2 separate regions of the Zea mays genome follow, and region 2 is linked to region 1. A link is a contact called in public Hi-C data. All regions are on one chromosome and are shown on one strand. Each heading gives the region's core, a stretch centred on a gene start, on an enhancer-like site or on the middle of the called end of the contact. The rest is flanking DNA. Distances are from core to core; before and after follow the strand shown. Region 1 holds the start of LOC100192011 (putative cytochrome P450 superfamily protein). Region 2 holds the start of LOC100283367 (branched-chain-amino-acid aminotransferase).

Region 1 (6,659 bases), core at 1,940-4,439:
TTCAGAAAAAAGGAGATCGGGTAAGAGTTACGACTGTTCCCAACCTTGCCTGTGGCTGTTGGACCGCTGATTTGCTTAGCTGCGTATATCGGGCTGCTTCAGTCCCACTCTGATGATATGTCCCGAGTTGTGGACCAACTTTTAAAGTTGTTTGCCACCTTTATAGGTTTGTCTCATTTAAGCAGATCTGAAACTATCTGATGTATAAATGTGTTTACTAGCCTCCTTGGACTAGTAATTGTATCACATTTGAGTCTAAGAGGATCTGGGGCGCTTTACCTTCTAAATAAAATTTATAGAGACTAAAGTTTAGTTTCTAAAGTTTATAAGAATGACTAAAGCCCTATTCAAAAATTTTAACTGGGTTGAAGCAACGGACAGCTAATAGCTATTTAAGTGGTATAACTAACAATTAACTAACTCGTTTCTAAATCTCTTAGTTAATGTTAACAACTAAATATTAGTTTTAGAGGTTTGAAACATGACCTAAAAGAACCAACACCCCTAAATCACCGTATCCTTTTCGTTTCCATATTTAAAATATTTCAAAACTACAATAATATACCCTGGTTCTAAAATATTTTTAATCTAGGTGCATGCCGTCTCATGAGGGTTGGTAGATGGCTAGTTTTTTTCCCCTGTCGCTCTTTAGCTGGGCGGCTGGAAAATGATTGAAATGGCGGCTTTTGCTGCTGCTGGAAAATGGTACGCGAATCTTGCAGTTTTGTTTTGTCTAATGCATAGCCGTGGTCTTTTGATAACTATATATTAGCAGACTGCTATCTCGGCCTCGGATGTTTATATAGCTGTGCAGGTTGCAACAACCGGACAGTAGTGTAGCGCCACACGGCTGTTTTTGTCAATTAGGGGTTATGTTTATGATGATCTAGCTGCACTAACTACTATGGTTAGCTCTGCATTATCCTGGCACTTTCATTTGGCTTCTCGTGTCTTGCATTATAATGGTGTAGAAGCGACGGGTACGTCGCTAATTAATGAGGCGGGTAATAATAGACGACGCACAAGTGCATAAGAAACGGGTGCGTGGTGATGTCTTTATGCTAACTCCAACGATTCCCACTCTCAAATCTCTCTATTCATACTTTCAATTCGTATTTAAATACTTCCATCTTCCTGCTATTTCATCTCCTCCGCAACTATTTTTCATATTCAGCTCCCTTATACACTTTATTTGATCTATTTGACTTTTATAAATAAGTTTTTCGAGTTTAAAAAACTATACAATATTTATAGTACTGCAATACACATTGTTATATATAATTAATATAAAATTAATTAATTTTACAGTTGGCACTAATTAAAAAATGGAGGAGATTATGACTCCCCGTGTATGAAGTGGTTTCCCCCTCTCTCCCGTGGAGAGTGGCACTCTAGTTTGGAAGTCCAAATACCGGAGAGGATTGGAGAGGCTAAAATCTTCTCCGGTTCTGTGGCTCCCAAATTAGCTCTAAGAGTGGATTGTTCAACGGATTCGAGGATCAGTTACATTGTACCCGTTCAAAGGGACAGGAAGCGTGAGCGGGAATGGTTGAAGAATGTCTAAGGGTCCGTTTGAAACTGCTTTACCTTTAAAAAGTTTGGTGAATTCGGTGAAACATGTCATTAGAAGTTTCAAAAAATCGTGAAGTTAAAGTTGTGCGACTTTAGAAGACATTTAGATAAGTTATTTTTTTTATTATTTACAGCTAAAATAATTTTTAAAACTATTTAGATTTAAATTATAAACTATTTAGAAGCTAAGAGTGCTGGTAGTCTGGTACTATTTACACGGCATTTTAGCTAAAAAAAATTGTCTAAATATGGTGCTAATTAACAGGGGGGGTCTATCAGAGTCTAGGTCGCCGATTGCATTTGCCGCAGTCGCAGGATAGGTCTCCAAGACGATAGGCTGAATGCCCAAAGAAAGACGCATATTCGAGCTCCCTTGAGAGCTGAGACAACGTTGATGGGCGACGAGCAGCATAGCATTGAAAAAGGTGTCGTTTCCAACCAAACTAACCGAACCCACAGCTAGCACACCGGGCTTACCTGCGTGCCGGTCTTCTTGGAGCTAAAATCGAGCTACTAGTACCGCGCTCGGGCAAGGTTGGCTCAGTTGGGTGAGCCAACGGTGCCTGATGAGGAGATCCCTGTTTCGCTGACCTTCCCGTCTTGAAGCCTCTCAGTACAGTAGTGCCTCGTCGTGGCTCCAGCACGGCAGCCCTCAGTTTTCTCGCTTCGTCAAAACTACTCTGACGGCCTTTGTAAAGGCGCTGTCAGACCAGAGCAGACCAACAGTTGGCCAGCTTCATCACCGCCCCGGTCGTCCGCTAGCATGGGGTGGGGGTGGCCACCTGACCTGCCGCTTGTCCATTGCGAGTAGATACGATGCAGCCACCATACATACAGGCGTCATCCCTCGATCACCTGGCACGTCTCGTCTCGTCTCGTCGTGTTCAGCAGCGTCGCCGCGGGTAGTCGCGCGTACGTACGTCTTGGTCAGTCAGACTAGCTAGTAGCTAGGCGGGCATGCTGCGCGCGTACGTACGTGTGTGTTGGATGGCCTGCGCGGCGACGGCGACGATCGGCAGCAAAGCAAGCAGCTAATATAATCGATGACAACACCACCCCTCTCTCGTAGTATATATTCAATGTGCCCGTCGCGTCGCGTGCATTCAAGGGTCTCCCCGCGCAAGTAGGTGAGGAAAGCCGAGGCTCCAGCTGCCCGTCGGGTTTGGAGCGGTCCGCTCGACCAACCAACGACCCCTGACGGCAATTTATGGGTGGGTTAGTTCCGGTCCGGTCCGGCTTCAGTCGACTCCACGCAGCAGCAGCCACTCTGGTACGTGCGGCGCACGGGATGGGATCGATCGTCCATGGATTCATTCTATAACTGCTGCTGCTGCTACTACTAGCTAGGGGCAGCCGTCGGTCAGTGGAGTGTTGTGGGTATTGATTGCCGTCCGTCGACGGCTTCAATCGCTGCCCGTTCCGGTGCGACTGCCCGACTGCTATATAGGCATGCACATAGCCTCGCGCTCTATCGCAACCCTGCACTGCGTGCGCTCCATGTGACTCTCACTTATTTCTCCTGTCAGCGCAGCAGCAGCAGCAGCAGCCTACTACTACTACTACTGCTTTTACCGGCCGGTGGATCGGATCACCAAACCGGAACGACAGCGATGGAGGCCGGGACGTGGGCGGCGGCGGCCGTGGCGGCCGTGGCGCTGTACGTGGCCTGGTTCTGGCGGATGTCGCGCGGGCTCAGCGGGCCGCGGGTGTGGCCGCTGCTCGGCAGCCTGCCGGGGCTCGTGCAGCACGCCGAGGACATGCACGAGTGGATCGCCGCCAACCTGCGCCGCGCGGGGGGCACGTACCAGACCTGCATCTTCGCCGTGCCCGGGGTGGCGCGCCGTGGCGGCCTGGTCACCGTCACGTGCGACCCCCGGAACCTGGAGCACGTCCTCAAGGCGCGCTTCGACAACTACCCCAAGGGCCCCTTCTGGCACGCCGTCTTCAGGGACCTGCTCGGGGACGGCATCTTCAACTCCGACGGCGACACCTGGGTGGCGCAGCGCAAGACGGCCGCGCTCGAGTTCACCACGCGCACGCTCCGCACCGCCATGTCGCGCTGGGTCTCCCGCTCCATCCACGCCCGCCTGCTGCCCATCCTCGCCGACGCGCACGTCGTCGACCTGCAGGACCTCCTGCTCCGCCTCACCTTCGACAACATCTGCGGCCTCGCCTTCGGGAAGGACCCCGAGACGCTCGCCCGGGGCCTCCCCGACAACGCCTTCGCCTCCGCGTTCGACCGCGCCACGGAGGCCACCCTCAACCGCTTCATCTTCCCCGAGTGCGTCTGGCGCTGCAAGAAGTGGCTGGGCCTCGGCATGGAGACCACGCTGGCGCGCAGCGTCCGCCACGTCGACCGCTACCTCTCGGCCGTCATCAAGGCGCGCAAGCTCGAGCTCTCCGCCGCCACGAGGAAGGACCTCCTCTCGGCCACGCCGCACGACGACCTCCTCTCGCGCTTCATGCGCAAGGGGACCTACTCCGACGAGTCGCTGCAGCACGTGGCGCTCAACTTCATCCTCGCCGGCCGCGACACCTCCTCGGTGGCGCTCTCCTGGTTCTTCTGGCTGGTCTCCACGCACCCCGCCGTGGAGCGCAACATCGTGCGCGAGCTGTGCGCCGTCCTGGCCGGGTCCCGCGGCGTCGAGGACCCGGCACTGTGGCTCGCCGCGCCCTTGGACTTCGAGGAGCTCGACCGCCTCGTCTACCTCAAGGCGGCGCTCTCCGAGACGCTCCGCCTGTACCCCTCCGTGCCTGAGGACTCCAAGCACGTCGTCGCCGACGACGTCCTCCCGGACGGCACGTTCGTGCCAGCGGGCTCCTCGGTCACCTACTCCATCTACTCGGCGGGGCGCATGAAGACGGTGTGGGGGGAGGACTGCCTCCAGTTCCGCCCCGAACGCTGGCTGTCGGACGACGGCACCAGGTTCCAGCCCCACGACTCGTACAGGTTCGTGGCGTTCAACGCCGGCCCGCGGATATGCCTGGGCAAGGACCTCGCCTACCTGCAGATGAAGAACATCGCCGGGAGCGTGCTCCTCCGCCACCGCCTAACCGTCGCGCCGGGCCACCGCGTCGAGCAGAAGATGTCGCTCACGCTCTTCATGAAGCACGGGCTCCGCATGGAGGTGCGCCCGCGCGACCTCAGCGTCGTCATCGACGAGCTCCGCGGCGCCGGGGAGTACGACGCGGCGGCAAGAGCCACCGCGGCCTCCGCATAGAGGTTCGTGCAGTGCAGGTCGGGAAGGAAACCAACGGACAGATTGGAAACGTCAAATGAAAAGTTATGTAGATATTGACAGTAAGTAATTAAAGAGTTTGGTGAGGTATATTACTCAATTGGGAACAAAAATGCATGTGTAAAAAGTCCATATCATTTTGATTTGCATTTGAATGGGAGGACGAAGAAAAGCGGGCCGGAGAGCAATAATAACTCTCTCATGTAACCTGACGGGGAGGCGCCAAATTGGTTTCGGCAGCTTGTGTTAATGGGCCGCCAAAACTGTTGTTGTTTGTAAAAACAAAACTCAAGCGATCATTCATTCGATCACTTTTAGCCTTTATTTGGATCCACTAGTTTTTTTAAAAAAAATTTGATTTATAGCTTCTTCCATAAATAATGACTAACCATCCAAAACTGGTTTTAGTTGGAAGTAATCAGTTTTTTGGTTTTTAAGAAACCAGAAAACTAGTTTTTTTTGTTTAGAAACTGGATAAAAGTCGACCTGTTTGGCCTTGTTTGGAAGCCATATAGTTTTTAAGAATCCATTTCTATCTTCGGTTTCTAGAAACTGGTTAATGATGTTTGGATTCATCTTAATTTCTATAAACTAGTTTAGCTAGGAAAGACTAGCTTCTTGGTTTGAAACCGGTATGTTTAGAACCAATCCCGTTTTCATAAACTAGTTTCTTAAAACCCGAGAGCTTTCAAACAGGCCATTAGAGGCCTTATAGCTTTAAAAAAACAGTTTCTAATAAAGAGGGTGGATCCAAACAAGGCTTAGTCTTTCATTGGAACGTTAATTAGCTTTAAATAAAAGTTTAATAGTATTGATTTATATATATACAGAAGGACTCACGTGGTGCAGATAAGAGAATCATCTTAGTCATTGCTTTCTCTCTCCCTAAGATTGCACGCGTTCAAGACGTCGCCGCATAATTGACTTTAGTGTAAGTGACATAATTATATAAGTGTCTCGTATTTATAAGTATTGAATAAAGTGTTATTTAGGCTCTTAAGTTATCATTATTATATTTATTGGTGAGTAGGTGACTTGTTCGTAAATCTTTATGTTTTATAATGCCATTCAAAATATCCCTAATTTTATATCATTATGTGGGACAATAATGGTTTTATAGACTAGCACATGCATCAGTTAATGATCATATTTCATGGATCATTGATGTAGAGATATTAAGTCAATAATATGAATATATGATAGAGTTTATAGTGTTGGATTGATCCATCACGAGACGTTGCTATGATTATTATGTTAAATAAGTGCAATCAAGCGTTATGGAGGGGTATACATGCTAGATCCTTAGACATAATATCGTTATTGTTTCTCGCTATGTGTAGTGATGTATTTTGAGACTATCAAGCACTATTTCGTAACTAGGTAGCTATAAAAGTAGTTTTTATCTATACCGTGAAACATAGGATGATGCGTGGGCAGATCGAGTTGAAATGTGAAAGCCATCCTTTCTATATAATGGGAGATATATCTTCGATCCCTCGATTTGGTCGGATTAAAATATTGCATGATCATGCTAATATAGTTTAAGAGTTAATCATGATGTGGCTAGAGATTAGACATATATTATAATCCACTAAAAATCAAGTGAAATGTTAAGCTATTACAAGGGTGGCACAAATATCGTTCGAGTTCGATAGATTCCTGTGGCAGTTCAGCTGATCTTTTTTTTTACACGTGATTGAATATGTGCTGCTATGAGCCATATTGACTAATAATTTGAAATGGTTTTTGATCATGACCATCTATGCATTACCTCACATGTCACATGCTTAAGGGGCTGTAACACTTGTAATTGTACCTTTAAACATTAGAATAGCTGTTGCTTTCCAT
Region 2 (6,033 bases), core at 1,225-3,724, 140 kb after region 1:
CGGGGGTCAAAACTATATGTTTTGATAGTTGGCGTGCCAACAATACCTTTTTTTAGTTTAGGATCAAAATTAGACAAACACAAATATTAAGAAGCTATCCTATCGGTGTGGAGAAACAGAGATGGAAACCTTACAAAACCTGATACCATGTGAGATGTTTAACTTTCCTTGTAAATATTTGAGAGTTCTCATATTCTTGAAGAAGCTACCTAAGTGTAAGGAAAATGAACCGCCGTCCAAATTGTTAGTGATTTTAGTGTGATGATCAACATAAACTTTTGGACTAATACGTTGGCTAGTGTTTATAGTTCAAAGTATGCAGAGTGGACTTGGACTGAGCTATGGAGAGCAACACCTTAAAGAAGACATTAGAGCATCTCCAACAATGCCTCAAACTAGTGCCTCAAATTGAAATATGGGCTCTACACAGGAAAAACCACTCCAACAATGCCTTATTTTATAAAATTTTGTCAAAAAACTATAGGACTCTCTCAAGTGCCTCAAATATATTACACCGTAGTGAGCTGCCCTATAATCAAGATTTGGGGCTTTACTGTTGGAGCGAGGTGTTTTGTTGGTGCCCTAAATTCTATAAAGTATATTTATTTTTAAATTATAGGACATTTTTATAAATCACGTTGTTGGAGATGCTCTTAGAAGACTCATTAAAGACTTACCAACGTTACGCAAAAATCCAAGACACAAGACAAGAAAAGCCCAAAAAAGAAACTTAGAAAAAAGAAATTCTGGCTACATAGAGGTGCACCGTACCGGCCGGTGGGACCTATGAACAGAATGAAGACTAGCTAAAGACTGGAGCACGTGGCATACCAGACCTGATCCGGCGCATCGGACGCACAGCTCCAAGGTCGATAATGGCTATCCTTGGACCTAGTGTGGTGTACACTGGTGGCTCACCGGACCGGTCCAGTGTGTTGTTAGAAAGTTGCTAGCCTCCAATGGCTAGCTGCCCAACTTGCTGGTTTATTTAGCCATGGCTCTGGATCTATCTAAGGGTGTGTTTTGGTTGGATGTATAAGGAAGGATGGAATGATGCAGCCATAATTTCTATATTGTTTGAATGAGAGTCATGTGAGGACGAGGTGAACACCAAAGTAATTTTTTGTGGCGGCGTGATCCTAAAAAATCGAGGGGACGGTGTCGCTCTCGCCTCATCCTATTTTAACCTATTTTAACGTCAAACCAAACATATCCTAAATGAACTGTTGAGGCTATTGATAAGGTTAGAAAATACTTTTAACGGAGAGACCGGAAGGAAGCTAAAGGCGGGGCATTGAGTGGTGGCATGGGGAAAAGTGTGCAAACTGCTGGAACTTAGAGGATTGGGAATTGGCGAATTGCTAGTCTCCAGGAGATGGCCTGGGCTCTAATAATGCAATTGTTATGGCTAGAACATACTAAACCCAATGGGCCATGGACGCTCTGCCCATAAATGTGCCTGAAAAAGTTACAATTTTTCAGAGAGGAAGTTATGGAACCTAAAACGAAATTAGTTGGAGAATTCGCTGTTTACCTTGAGGCAGAAAAAAGAGCGGTGTTCCTGGCTAGCTGAGTTACTTACTGGTTATCATCTGGGCAGGAACGTGGACATGAGCAATGGCAATCCGGGAGCTGGAGGCGTCCCTGGCCAAGTTGTGCAGCGCCCACAGCAAGTTGCTCTTGCCGTGCTTGAGTTCTTCGGGGACAGCAACGAAAATCTTGTCGTCGACAGCCAAAGGCGGGCTCTCCGCGGCCTCCCTGGTGTTGCTCACCGCCGTTCTTAAGGTGTGCTGGTGCGTGCTCTCCGGTGTCTGTCCTCCCCTCCCTGTCCCGGCGTTAGCCATTTCAGACTTTGCTGCTTCTGCGCAGGAAAGAACGAAAGATTGCAGTCACGCGGCGCGCAGCATGGATTGTAATGCTGCCCTCCAGGACCCGGAATTAAAATGCGAAAGACCCGAACGTTACAAACGAAGGCGAGGTTGTAGCATCATTTAAAAAAACCCGCTGTCGGAAGAAATCACTTTGGTATCTTCGTGAATCGGGACCGGATATTCATGGCATTTGGTAGACTTTTCTGGCTGCGAGGTGAAATTACTGGAGACCTGCATAGACGAAGTACCGTCTGTTGCTCGTTACTGCTCTGCCAGTCGTCGTCTAACACGATTGTTTCGATGCATCGATGTGAAAATGCTCAGCAAACAGCATATTCTGAGGCTGCATTTGCTCGCTGCCGCTTCCTCTGCAGAAACCTTTTGACTTCTTAACAATCACGAGATTCTTCGCCGTGTGTGTCTTTTGTTATCACGGTCTGCCTGAAATTCATCAAAAAACAAGTGGCATCAAAATTGCCCTATGCCACATTTCTCTTGCTAGCCCGGCCCCGATCAGAACTGAAGCCCATGATGGATGAGGGCCCAGTCCCCTGCATGGACCACTTCCTCGGCGTCGGGACTCGGGACTGCGACCCGGCAACAGAAGCACGGAAGCAGGAGACGACCAATAGGCAATAGCAACGCGCCGGCGGCTCGGCGGCGTCGAACGATTCGGGCAATCGACAAGCAGCCCCACCAAACCAGGAAACTGCAAACCTACCCCCGGTCGCCGACTCGCCGACCTCGACTCTCCGCCCAGACTACAAATGGAGCTCTGCACCTGCGCGGCCCGCAGTTCTGCGCCCCCCTCTTCTAGCTGCCGCGCGGCGCCATTCCCGCGAGTTCTCTCCCATCGCGTGAGTTACTTTGCTTAAGATCATGCGGTTTTGGTGGTACGCGGCCGCCCCAATATCATCTGCTCGGCCGGCCAGCCGGTTCTGACGCGACAACGTTAATCCTGCAGATTTGGAGCCGATCGGGATACTGCACTGTCTGCTTTACCCCGTCAAGCCCTGTTGCTAGGAGTCGATTCTCTACTCTAATGACGACTGCACACAAGTATGATGCGACAAGTCTGTATAACTGACCCTCTGTTTTGCTTTGGGAATTGGGACGATGCACCGCCGCTAAGATTAACTAGCAAAAAGGGTATGATTAATCATTTTAGTTTTGCAATGGTGATGCAATTGGAAATTTGCTGCTCAAAACGTTCGCCCTGGTTATTATTAAGAATTTAGGTATTTTCATGTTTAATTTAATCTAAAACATGGCAGTATAATTGTGAAGCCATATGCACACATGTGTAAAATATTATTACTCATAAGTTTAGCAGAGACATATAAAAAAAATACTAACCACAAATTCATGGATCCATTCACATGAATCGATATTGTGTGTTGCTCGAATTATTGGACCACAATCGGTGCAGACAAATATTCCCAGTGTTGTCCCTCATATGTCCACCAAGAAGATTAAGCATCCACCAGAAAGAAGTTGATCTTCTGGTCCGTTCAACAAGCGATCACAGTGACGCTCCTTAAAAAAAACCTGATCGCCAATACTTGAGCAGGTATTGTACATGTAGACGATGGTTCCACAGAGGCCTGTTCTCCCAACACTCTGTGTTTGCAGAGGATTGGAATAGGGAGACTTCGATGCAACTCGACTTTTTAGTGAAGGGTAATCGTGTGTTGTATTTGTCTCGGACTGGTCTTCCAAAGAAAATGATATAATGGCAGGAGTTTCAAGAAAATAGAAAGATGGAGTGATCACCGTAACGTGCGTCTCCATTATTTCATGTTACATGTTCATTACACCTCCATTAGTGTAGCCATTTCCTCCTCCATAGACCAAGTGAAGTGGCATAACAAGTCCACCTACACAACACAATCACACCAAGGTCGCGGCCATGGCACGCCACAACGAGCCCGAAGGCCCCGAGGCCTCCAAACAGCCCCGACAATTTAATATGCGCCTAGAATTTATTTGATATAATTAAAAAAAAATATAATATATCCACATATTAAGTCTAACAATTTGCAACAACCCCCACCAAAACTAGGACACATAAATACTCTCACTTCTCTGTCGTTTGGTTTTACCAATGTTTCAATGGAGATTGTAAAGTTGACATCCACTTAGAATAGAGGTTATACTTCCTCACAACTAAACAATAGACTATCTTTGAATTGACAGTTTTATGTGAAATAAGTTTTACTTAAACTCTTTACTGGTACTAGGTTGCCAAAAGCATCTCCTTTAGTTGGGGCATATAAGTGAAACTTTATGGCTGTTCATGAATATCTAGAGATCACCTAGACAGACTGTTACTAGCAGTCACACCACGCCACGACGAGCCCGAAGGCCCCATGTTCCGGATGTCTACGGCTCTCGCTCTCCTGAACAGTCTCAATGCATTCGAACGCCCCGACACATTTAATACATGTCTAGAATTAGTTCAATTCAATTTAATTTAATATAATATGAGCCATCCCCATATTAAATCTAAGTGAATGACACTCTGGTTATGGGTCTGGTGTTAAATTGGTGAATCCCAACATTTACGGTTGGAACGATAAGGTGGATCCATTCATGATGTATCAGCACTACGTTAAATTACATAAGGTAAAACTAGGTGTGAAAAACAGAGTTCCGAGGACACATGTGGTTTACAATCCATTTTCTATGATGAGGTACACAAATTGACAGCATAGATCATAAGTATGTTAGTCTTATCAAGGAAGGAAATGAAGAATCAACTTAGTGACTAGAGGTTGCTATAGTACCAAGTACTCGCAGTTACAAACAGCTGCATACTTATTATCCCGTTGTTGTTTCGGCTTTATTATGGGTTCATTTGTTCTGGGACTTGTGTTTTTCAGCACAGGGACCCCAGATCTAGTTGACTTCAATTGGGATGATCTTGGGTTTCAACTGATCCCAACGGACTTCATGTATTTAATGAGCTGTTCTTCAGATGGGGTGTTTATGAATGGTAAATTAGTGCCATATGGGTCAATTGAGCTGAATCCAGCAGCCGCCGTGCTGAATTATGGTCAGGTTTGAGAACTCTGCATATCAGTTCGAGTACCATGGTCCTTTTTCAACATTGTGTTGATATGCTCTAATGTGCTTATAAAACTTCCGCAGGGATTGCTTGAAGGTCTACGATCACATAGAAAAGAGGATGGATCAATCCTTCTTTTTCGTCCACATGAAAATGCACGGCGGATGGAAATTGGTGCAGACCGGTTATGCATGCCTGCACCAAGTGTAGAGCAATTCCTAGAAGCTGTGAAACTAACTGTTCTGGCAAACAAGCATTGGGTGAGGGCGTTGCACACCTCTTGTTGAATATGTGATGCATCTCTCATGTCTCACCCACCATGTTCTGCATTACAGGTGCCTCCTTTTGGTAAAGGTTCTTTGTATATCAGACCGCAGCTAATTGGAAGTGGGGCTATGCTTGGTGTGGCACCTGCCCCACAGTACACATTCATTGTGTTTGTTTGCCCAGTTGGGCATTATTTCAAGGTCAATGATCTTACCTTGTTTCTTTTCTGCTTACAATTGGTGTTGTATTTTACTAGATCTGTAAGAACTGTCTTGTTTACTTTCAGGGTGGTCTAGCTCCAATCAGCTTGTTAACTGAGGAAGAATACCACCGTGCTGCACCTGGTGGAACTGGTGATATAAAAACTATTGGGAACTATGCTTCGGTAATGCGCAAATGTGAATTTTCAAAGTATTTCCTGATTCCTCATTCTACTTCAATTTCAGTACCCTATAACAGGGTTAAGAAAATCATAAAGAAATCTAATAATGAACGTTAACCCATCAGGTTGCTGTGTTTTGAATCTGAAACACATTTGGAATTTTAAACCTTTCTCAGCTTGTTCAATTCCAATTTTTTTGCTTTAAACTTGAACCTAGAGCCAGTTCAAGAACACTGTCCTTGATGACACATTTTAATTTTGTGCTTCTACATATGATTTGGCTTTCCACTATTTGTCCTATTTATTTATGTTTGACTGAACCCTCAATTTATATCATGTCAGTGCTGTGCTGTTTAATGCAACCTTCTTGACATTGACTTGATTTCCCTTCTGTATGTAAATGTATTACTTGGTTTCTCTGGTTACAGCTACTACCCTTATAACAA

Evidence for each region. A called contact is a pair of places that touch in the nucleus more often than the background predicts.
Region 2: a contact with region 1 is called in a Hi-C map of leaf, with 5 times the contacts expected there. The contact joins the promoter of LOC100283367 here to the promoter of LOC100192011 in region 1. A contact is called at or near these places in 2 of 25 Hi-C or Micro-C datasets (both in leaf).

The regions. Positions count from the first base shown.
Region 1 is chr2:19,486,839-19,493,497 of Zm-B73-REFERENCE-NAM-5.0, forward strand. LOC100192011 (putative cytochrome P450 superfamily protein) reads left to right here and starts at 3,190. Exons shown (of 1, transcript NM_001137435.1): 1 at 3,190-5,000. The coding sequence starts at 3,252. The coding sequence ends at 4,793.
Region 2 is chr2:19,625,383-19,631,415 of Zm-B73-REFERENCE-NAM-5.0, forward strand. It overlaps LOC100283367 (branched-chain-amino-acid aminotransferase), which reads left to right and starts at 2,475. Exons shown (of 10, transcript NM_001156268.2): 1 at 2,475-2,728; 2 at 2,836-2,930; 3 at 4,754-4,931; 4 at 5,022-5,198; 5 at 5,274-5,405; 6 at 5,492-5,590. The coding sequence starts at 2,639. LOC103648456 (U-box domain-containing protein 33) reads right to left here and starts at 1,874. Exons shown (of 8, transcript XM_035965205.1): 1 at 1,583-1,874. The coding sequence starts at 1,844. It also overlaps the pseudogene LOC112935967.